Linked DNA regions of Gasterosteus aculeatus: region 1 is linked to region 2. A link is a contact called in public Hi-C data. All regions are on one chromosome and are shown on one strand. Each heading gives the region's core, a stretch centred on a gene start, on an enhancer-like site or on the middle of the called end of the contact. The rest is flanking DNA. Distances are from core to core; before and after follow the strand shown.

The links. A called contact is a pair of places that touch in the nucleus more often than the background predicts.
Region 1: a contact with region 2 is called in a Hi-C map of skeletal muscle, with 1.7 times the contacts expected there. The contact joins two enhancer-like sites. A contact is called at or near these places in 2 of 6 Hi-C or Micro-C datasets (both in skeletal muscle).

What each region holds. Positions count from the first base shown.
Region 1 is chr8:15,449,632-15,454,301 of fGasAcu3.hap1.1, reverse strand. No RefSeq gene overlaps it. Among protein-coding and RNA genes, the nearest start is that of LOC120823986, 24 kb to the left of the region's middle. Within about 2 kb of position 1,406, at least 2 of the 9 cell types and tissues checked have open chromatin away from gene starts, as enhancers often do.
Region 2 is chr8:15,322,735-15,327,505 of fGasAcu3.hap1.1, reverse strand. The region is part of intron 22 of adgrl2a (adhesion G protein-coupled receptor L2a); the gene reads right to left. Among protein-coding and RNA genes, the nearest start is that of adgrl2a, 86 kb to the right of the region's middle. Within about 2 kb of position 2,960, at least 1 of the 9 cell types and tissues checked has open chromatin away from gene starts, as enhancers often do.

The sequences.
Region 1 (4,670 bases), core at 157-2,656, 130 kb before region 2:
CAAGTCCTTTCACACCTCAACGCCGTTCTCTTTAATCACGCTGTCTTAATATGGCGGTGACCCCTAACGCAACCAAATACCTGCCTCCTCGTTGGTCGCTTGGATATTCTGGCGGTTTAGAGACGTCCAACACAGATGGAAAGTGAGCTCACACAATCTCTACCGCTCAGGCTCTTGTGTAGTGCGTGCGTCTGTGGGGAGAGATTTGGATGCTGTGATCTGCTTCGCTTCGCCTCGACGTGATGCTCACGGTGACGTAGCGAGCATCGCGTTTGCGTGCTACATCCGACTTTGACCTCTGTGCGCTCTGAGCCTAATGCGGATCACATCCCGCCTCGACATGCAAGTTCAAACGGAGTCAACCACCACAGGCTGTGAGAGCGTGTTTAAACCATCAAAACCATTTTATTTTATTACCATTTTTTATTATTCCCCCCCCCCCCTTTTCTCCATTTTCTCTACAAGAAATCCAACCTCAACCCTAAAAATATCCAGGATTTAATCAGCATTCAGGCCCGTGGCTTGTGGGGGGGGGCGACCTACGAATTGTCCTCTCAGCCTGAGCCAGAATCCATACACAACATGTATGGATCCATAGACAGTATGCTTGGATTCTGCAGATGCCATTGTGAACATCTCGCAGTCACTGTGCACCTACAGGCCGCTGCTTTCAACGGCACCACTGGAAACAACGGGGCGCCCATTGTTCTGCTTTGGCGGCTCAATTATTGAAGGGCAAGAATCGATAGCGTAGCTCCGGAGTATTTTTTATAAGGATCTGAGTAATGCATACAGCTCATGACAGTGTCACAGGAAATGGAGGATAATACGGTGTACACTGTGGAGAAGCAGGCGCAGGAGAAACCAAATCGATTTAATTTAATTTGGCTCAGCCCGCCTTATTTCAAGGTGGGTTTTTTCACTCAAAAGGGCAAGAAAAGGAGAATCTGGACTCTCTTACACTCCAGCAGGCTTCCTTCTGTTTTTCCCTTTTCTTCCTTTATTGGTCCTGGAAAGAAATTACTTGGGTTACTGGATGAATTATTTACTCAAACAATTTACTGTATCCGTCATGCGTCTCTCGCATTCCCTCTCAGTCCTTCTGTCTCTCATAAGCTCCAGATGCAAATGTGACTGTGTCCCTTTCCCCTATAAATAGCGGCCGCCAGAGGGTTTCTTCCAGGAGTCAGCCACAGTTTTTCTCCCGTACCAAAATAACCAGAGGAGGGGAGAGCAACACTGTGGCAATACAGACATTGTCACATGCAGTCGGAATACTCCATCGGCATAGAGATAAGTAAGGAGGGGAGGAAAAAAAAAGTTGAGTGATTCGTCAGCATGACCTGGAGGAGGCTCCTGATTGGACACCTCGCTGTTGGTGCTCTGTCATGATTGGTTGTTGCAACGTGCCCCAGTTTGGTGTGTGTATCTTCCCCTCATGGTTGGAGACTTGAGTTGAATCTCACAACTGTCCATGATAATAGGAACTTCCCAAATGTCCTTTCGATGATGGTCTTGTGTATTGCAGTGTTATTAACACGGATGATGAGCTGAGGCCCATTTAGAGAAATTGAGAATATTGCAACGTCTTTAGTGATTGCCTTGTAAATTTCATTGACAATTTTATAAGTTGCATGGCAACATCTTTATTTTTGCTTTTAAAAATGTGTCAATTCTTACTTAATTATTGATCATGTTTTAATCTGTTGAGTGTCTCATGCCTTCTATGCGTTTTTATCAAATGTATTTCAGGGTCATTTTGTGGTTTACAGAGCAGCGACTACATGGCTGAAGGAATGATTCAGAGGGATAAAGTGAACCACCAATAGACCGACTGTGACAGAGACACAAACACAGATATTCGGTATATCACTATTTCGCCATATTTGGTGAAGTAGATTAACAAATTGCTGCAAAATCTCACAAAATGAACGGTAGGCGCCATCTTAATGGTAAATGCATAAACAGACTACATAGATCTAGTTAGGTTGTAGTTATAAAGAAAATGATATTCTGAGAAAAAGGAATTAAATCAATTGGGATATTGTTAAGAAGCCGTATTGTGGTGTCTTTTTCCTTACAAACTACTTTTGTGAATACAGCTCATGAAAAATTAAACATTTTTCATAATTTCCTCAAGTAAATTGACAACAGCTGCATTAAAATGTGTTTTTATATATGTTTTTTTCAGTTTTCTTTACCAAGAGACACTAGTGTTCTTGAAAATGTTCATTATTTGTTAATTGACCTGATTGAATATTCATTACACACATTTGAAATGTAAAAACTATCCAAATTTTAAATGTTGATCAATAAAAACTAAAAAAAATACTAGGCTCTTTTTATGAAATAAAAAGCACTAATGTGTAAGCCTTTCTTTTTTTTTCAAACAAACTTCTAATTCCATTTACTGACAATCCAAATGTTTGGGTTTTCTGTGTTAATTAAATTTGTCACTCGGAAGGGCTCCGCTTCTACTTCCTTCCCAAAAAATGTTAACGATGAATAAACTTCTACTTTGTGGTGACAATTCATTTGGATCTCTTCCTGGAGGATGGAGAAACGTCCTGGCAGATTTTTGGATTGAAGAAAACTCTTGTGGAGGATCTGAGCGAAAGTGACGCAAACCCCATTAATACACACTCACTCCGATCCCTTTCACTTTCATTTCAGTGGCACAACCCATAGATATTATGCAGAGGTGCACAGACAGTCCCTCCTCTCCGTCCTCATAATGGAGGCTGTATTGTTTCACAGTTGATTGTGAAGACGGCACAAAGTGATCCTGATGAAGTCTTCATTTTCCATCCTAGCAAACTAATCAATTTCATTTTTTTCCCCCTTGCCCCCCCCGCCATTCTATGCCTGCCTCCTTCTCTGTCTCTTCCTAAAAGCCCGACACAGAGCCATGAGTGAGACAAACATCCATGGAAATCATTTTATTAAAGACTGCCATCATATATCCGTGGTGCTAACACTGTGAAAGCAAAATTCATAGCAATTCAATTAACTAAAAGGAACAGGGGAATGGAAAACGTCTCTGCTGGATAATATTCGCTTTACTCGCCAAGCTTATCGGAAAAATACAAAAACAAGGACAAATGTGTGAGAAAACCCAGCTGTACAAGTGAAGAAAGTTATTTATGAAAACAAACGTGCTTGTAGTTTTGTAGATGTCGCTGCGATGTGATTGCATGGGTTTATTCATACATTCAAATCTGTCTAAGAGTGCTGGTAAAGAAATGCAGTATGTAGGGTCACGTCCGTGGAGCACAATTTGAGGAATGAGGATGAAATAGTGTTGAAAAAATAAATCCAAAATGCAGACAAAGCTATTTTGCTTGCGTAACCACAGCGCAGCCATGCACGGCCTTCAACACGGAGCGTACTGCACAATCTAAATAAATGGCAGCCTCTCGTTACTTAATGCATTCAGTCAAACAAACCTGAACTGCATTCCCCGCGAATGATATCGCTGTTGAAAATGCATGAACTCTTGTTCACAAGCCCAACCTTTTCCTGAAGAGACTGTGCTCTTGAATTGTTTAAATCCCTCTCGCTCTCCGTCTACAATTCCCACTACAGGACACAAGGCGCGAGGCCCGCGTCGCCAAGGAGTCAAGCCGCCCTGAGTCCTGAGACAGGCGGCCTATAATCCAGCGGTGTTTTCAAAGCAAGATGAAGGGGCAATGGAGTGCACACAAGTGCAGATTTTAGTGGAGCAGCTAAGCTATGGTAAAATATTTGGACCCAACAGAGCACGGATTTAGCCTCTGAAACTGCTCGCTCCACTCCACTCCACGCCATTTTTAGAGTCTGTGAATATATGGATGACTTTTGTCAAATTGGGTTTGTGCTCATTTCAAGTATTTTGCCTGTCAGAGGGGGAATGTAAGGAAAGTCTACACAATGGGATCCAATTTTGACCTTGAGAAAGAATAAAACTATTTTTTGAAACACTAGCAGAAGAAGAATTTTATTAAAATTAAATAAATGCAACTATCCAGCTGGATAATATACAGATATGTATTTTCAAAAAATAATAATTCCAAAATACTCTACAATAATATTAAGAATATTAATAAATAAAAAAGGGATTTTGCTAATGTTTGCTTGTTTTCTCTTCATTCTACAGGGAGACTAAACTAAATGGACATCAAAATCCATTTTGCCCCACAGAGGCTGCTGTGTGCGCGCTGCCTGCCATTTGCAGGCCTCTGAAGCTCCATTAGTTGGCTTGGTGAGCTCCAGCTACGGTTCCTCACGGGACAGCAAATAACAGCCCTGCTGAAGGCTCTTTGAGAATGACCGATTATACATTTGTGGGAGAAAGCTCACCGTCGAAAAAAAAGAAGGAAAAAAAAGAAAAAAGAATTCCATTGTGATTGTCCACATTCACTGAAACTGGAGGTTTAGTCTTTCCACTTTTTTGACTTCCGCGCCATATTTGCAAGTGATGAAAATGAGATTGTGAACTCCAAAGGATATTTCTGTGGACGGGCGGGCGATATTTATCTCTTTGGGTCTGTTTACTTTTTTCAACGCCGTAATATTAACAGGATTCCAACATTTAGTGCTCCAGTAATCCCGGTGATTAAGACCTGCTGACAGTTGAAGGTAAAGTTTATTGTTACTCTGGAACCCACGGTGCGCTGCCATATTAAAAACCG
Region 2 (4,771 bases), core at 1,711-4,210:
ACTACTGCTCGTTCAATAATATACTAAGTGGACAATGCTGTGAACCAGTGTCGTTTCCCAACCTTTATTAGTGTTACAACCACACAGAGGAACATTTACAAAGCAATTTTCCTACCTGAGTTTCTCATCTTTGAATCACATGGACAGATTTGGCTTCTCTAACACATACGGTGAAATGAGCTCTCTCTACTCTGCAGCGCTTGTATAAAAAGCAGAACAATAAGCAATAAATGCCCCAGAAAATAATTCACCATTTTTACCTCTAAAGGTGCTGTGGACTTACTTATAACCTGAGTCAAAAGCGTCTTTTGTCCATAGCAAAATAATTGAACCTCTTTTTTAGTTTTTCTCAAATAGTACTTAAAACACAAACCATTAAAAAGCAACTGGCATTTGACAAAACTTCTCACATTTATTTTATTTGTTATACAAGTGTTGAACTTTACATCAGTCTTAAGTGATGAACCTGGTAGGTAACAGGTTTACATAAAAAACATGAGCTACAGTACATCATGTATACCAGTGCTGGAAAATATTCACACATTTCCCATTTATTTTTTGGATTAGATTTTTAATAAATAAAATGTCCAAACCCAGGCGGAAGAACTACATTTATGATAGAAACTTTTTTGTCAAAAGCCCATCACTCTGCCGTGACTGTTTAAAAGATCTATTCCATTCAGATTTACACACGGAAATGTGCAATGCATGAACCGCTATAACTGGGAATTTGCATTCCCATCCTATTGAAGCTGATGCCACTTTGGCAAAATCATATAGACATATATTCAAAATGCGCGACCAATGGAACTCAGTAAGCAAAAAACACTGTTCACGAGTGGAAGAAAGTGATAACGCATCAATTTGTTGAATCCTCCTTTCTTTTCATAAACCTTTACGTTCAAACACACTATTATGAAAGAAGTGTTGAACCATAAACACACTGTATAACATATGTGCAACTCCTACACATAATAATTTTTCAAACGTTAAATTTTGAATTAAAAGGTTTCTTCATATTAACGTCTTCCCAGGATTTTTTATTTTACACTAGCAATACAACAAAATATATATTTTAGCCATTTTCCTTGACAACAGTTCATTGTACAGTTGAGAAAATATAAGGCCAGGGGCTTGATTGCTAGTGGTTATACAATCCAAACTTCAAGGTGGAGGAGTGACGCCGGGCAACCAGGAGCTTATGTTCCTTTTCTGACAGTCTGATCTGGAACATTTTAGTCCACATCCTGGTCCAGGGGGGTGTTTTGTTTACAATAATAATAATAATAATAATAGAAAACAGGCTTCAACAAGGATGTTGGAAAGTGTATGTACAACCTTTTGACCGAGAAATTGCTGATATGATGGAGCCAGTAATGTTTGTTTTTTTTGTCTTTTTTTGCCTTTTTTTTTTTTTTACATTTTTGTACCTTCAACCTTTCTAAACAGCAGCAGCACATTTAAATACATAGTTGGCTTGTCTCTTAAAATTGAAATTTTACTCTGCATTTTATGTACAGTCTCATTTAAACTTTGCACTGCCATCACTGTGCATCGAGTCCGTTGGTGTGCAGGGAAGGTAGGAGGATGTCTGAGGGGCGAGGAGATTGCAGCGCAGCTGGAGGAAAAGGGTTTGCAAATGGCTAGTGTGCATGACGGGGCTTCTTAGCTCTCTCCAAAAATAAAACGATCACTTATCTTCCATTCATTGGTGTGTCCTTCAAGAGGTCAGGGCTGCAAAAGGGCAATAGGAGTTTTTTGTGATGATTTAAATAGCCCAAAATTTAAAGGCTTGTCACCAACTGCATCTGTCCTTCCCGTACATCGCCTTCAGGGAAGCAGCCATCTTTAGCGATAGGAATAATGTAACCATCACTGCCCCCTCGGCCTATCTGGTAATAGGCTTGGAGCTGGTGGCCAGCCCCTAAGTTAGGCATGCTTTTGTAATAAACGTCCTCATTCTCACCCCCTTTGCAGGGGGACAGCTCCTCTACCACGTCGGGGCTGCTCTCAGGGTACGGAGAGTCCCTCAGATTAGGCATACTCGTGTACAAGGAGTCTCTGTTTGGGGACTGCAGACTATCATCGGGGTTGGTGGGTGTCAGTTGGCTGACAAAGGTTTCAACTCCCCCATCGGTCCTCACCTTCTTCTGGGGTGCGTACAGAAGCGAGTGAGTCCGCTCGGGGATCAGCGGCGCCTCCAGCTGCTGCTGATGGTGCAGCTCGAGGCCCACGGTGTCGCCCACGTGCACCAAAGAGGAGGCATCGGCCACGATGGCGTCGTCTTCGCTGCTGCTGCCGCCGACGACCACTGTCACCTTGGGCGGAGCCCGCTCCGTGTGGTGGTGACGGTGGTACAGCGGGGGCTGCTGATGGTGGGGTGGATGATGTAAGCTGTGGTGCTGCAGCTGCTGTTGTTGCTGCTGCTGCTGCTGCTGCTGCTGCTGTTGTTGTTGTTGTTGTTGTTGTTGCTGCTGTTGTTGCTGCTGCTGCTGCTGCTGCTGCTGATGGTGGTGGCTTTTGTTACAGGCACGCAGGTTGTTGTGTACTAGCTCAGAGATGATCATTTTCTCAAAGGCAGCATCGTCCAGGCTGAGGCCGCAGTCTACCACCTGCACGCTGTCGCCAAAATCCCCATTGCGGAGAGAGTAGCTATTGTTAAAGTTACCATTTAGCGGTAGAGTATCCATTGCACTTGTATCCCTCACCGCATTGTTCAGTGAGTGCCCTGGAAAGAGGGGGACATGTGAGGGGATGATACATTAGTTAACAGCAATGATACAAAGGAGAAAAAGTGAGTTTAATGCTGTTTAGGATGCGGTTTCAAATAGAAACTCAAATGAAACCAAGCCATGCTGTAAATGTGTTAGTTAGGCACCGTTATGTATATATATATATACATATACATACACATACATATATACTTGTATGTAGACACATATATACACATGTATACATATGTATATACATACATATAGACAGTGCCAGTCAAATGTTTGGACACATTTTATCATTTAATGAGAAAGTGCGTCCAAATGTTTGACTTGTACTGTACGTACATATATGTGCATGCATTATATGCAATAAGAAATCATTTTATTTTCTCACATGTACGTTTTGACTGCCGCTTTTACAAATGGCTTCATAATAAGCAGAACGTTGTGTGTTTTAGTGCGCCACAAATGTGACAACAAAACCAAAAAAAAGATCCCAAACAACATTAGACACATACTGGGAACACTATACTGGGAACACTATTCACCATCACAGCACACCGGGCAAAAGTAGATGTGCACGAAGCCATATGAAGCCATAAACGGGAAAGCTACAACACTCAAAGGTCGTCTAGCAACTAATAGGTTGGATGTGCCGAGGGAACGAAAAAGACAGAGATGGGAAAAGATGACAACGACAGAGAGGGGAAGTGTTCATGTATCAACATGGGGCAGCCATCTTTGTTCTCACTACAAGGGGAGCCCACAAGCAGCACTCCACCATCACCACACACAGCAGGTGAAAAGACTCACTTTAGACAACTCACATCATGTCTGTCTGCTCAGGCTATCTGGTCTAAGAGCAGCTGATGTACAAAAGAAAAAGTAAAATGATTTATTGTAACATGAAGAAGAATCACTCAAAAGAACAACAAAACGTAAAGCAAAAGTCTCAACTGCGAATTAGCGAGAGCAAGGGTTCAGCAAATGAAATGGAAAAAGCATTAAATAGCTTTTACTTTTGTAGATTAGCCTACAGCTGCTTTTTCAAAAGATTTTTTTTGTTCGTTTTAGTTTTTATTTGTGTTGGTACACTTTCTGTCCGTTAGTTGGCAGCCTGTGTACCCAAAGCTGTCAAAGGTCAGCGCTCGCCCGCAGCCCAGCACTCGGCATCCGTCACAGTGACAGTTCCCAGCGAGACCCCGGCCACTAGCAGAACAGCTCAAGAATAACACAGCCGCTGCAGAGGTCATGTTAGGAATTTCTCAGCGCATGGAGGTCATGGAAAACAGCAGAACTAAGGATAAATATTAGCCACGCCATGATTGAGAGAGGAGATAAGGGAAAAATGTGTTCTGCTATGACTAACACGCCTCCTTGAAGAACGCAGACGTAAAAAATTAAGGGGAAAACTAATAGAATATTTTACAGCAACGTTTGTCTTTGTCCCAAATTTATGGGGGAGCGATTTTGATCGTATAGGAGGCATGATAAAAGCGCCGCTCTCACAGAGCCTATTTAAAATGAAGATAAATGACAAGAAAGTCGTGGGAAAGAAATAGAAAAAAAAAAACTAACAGCTGCTGCCATGACATCCATGTGTTTGTGTCTGCAGGAGGCAATTTAGTGTCCGGACAGGTGCTGCCTGGAGAGGTGTGAGGGGAATACTACGGGACACTGAGAGTGCCGAATGCCACGGGAGAAAAGACATTTTGGGAGAAAAGAAAACAAAGGAGGAAAAATCTAGATATCTCTATAAATGCTTCTTTCTGCCAGAAAAAAATGACGCATTTTGGTCGAAAATCCCAAATCAAGCAGAGGAGATAAGCAAAGTAAAGGGCATTTGCAATAAAGCTTTTAAATCTGGAAGATTTCGTCAAATGATGAGATGAATCTTTTTATTTCTTTTCAGATTAGAGTAGAATTTGGGTGGATCATTTTTTGAACCACTTGCTCACTGAGTGTGTGTTAATGGCCTAAAGTAAACCAAGTGATAGTGCCGGGGTTTCGGTTGATTTTAATAAGCATGCTGAAAAGAATTTACATTTGATAGGCAA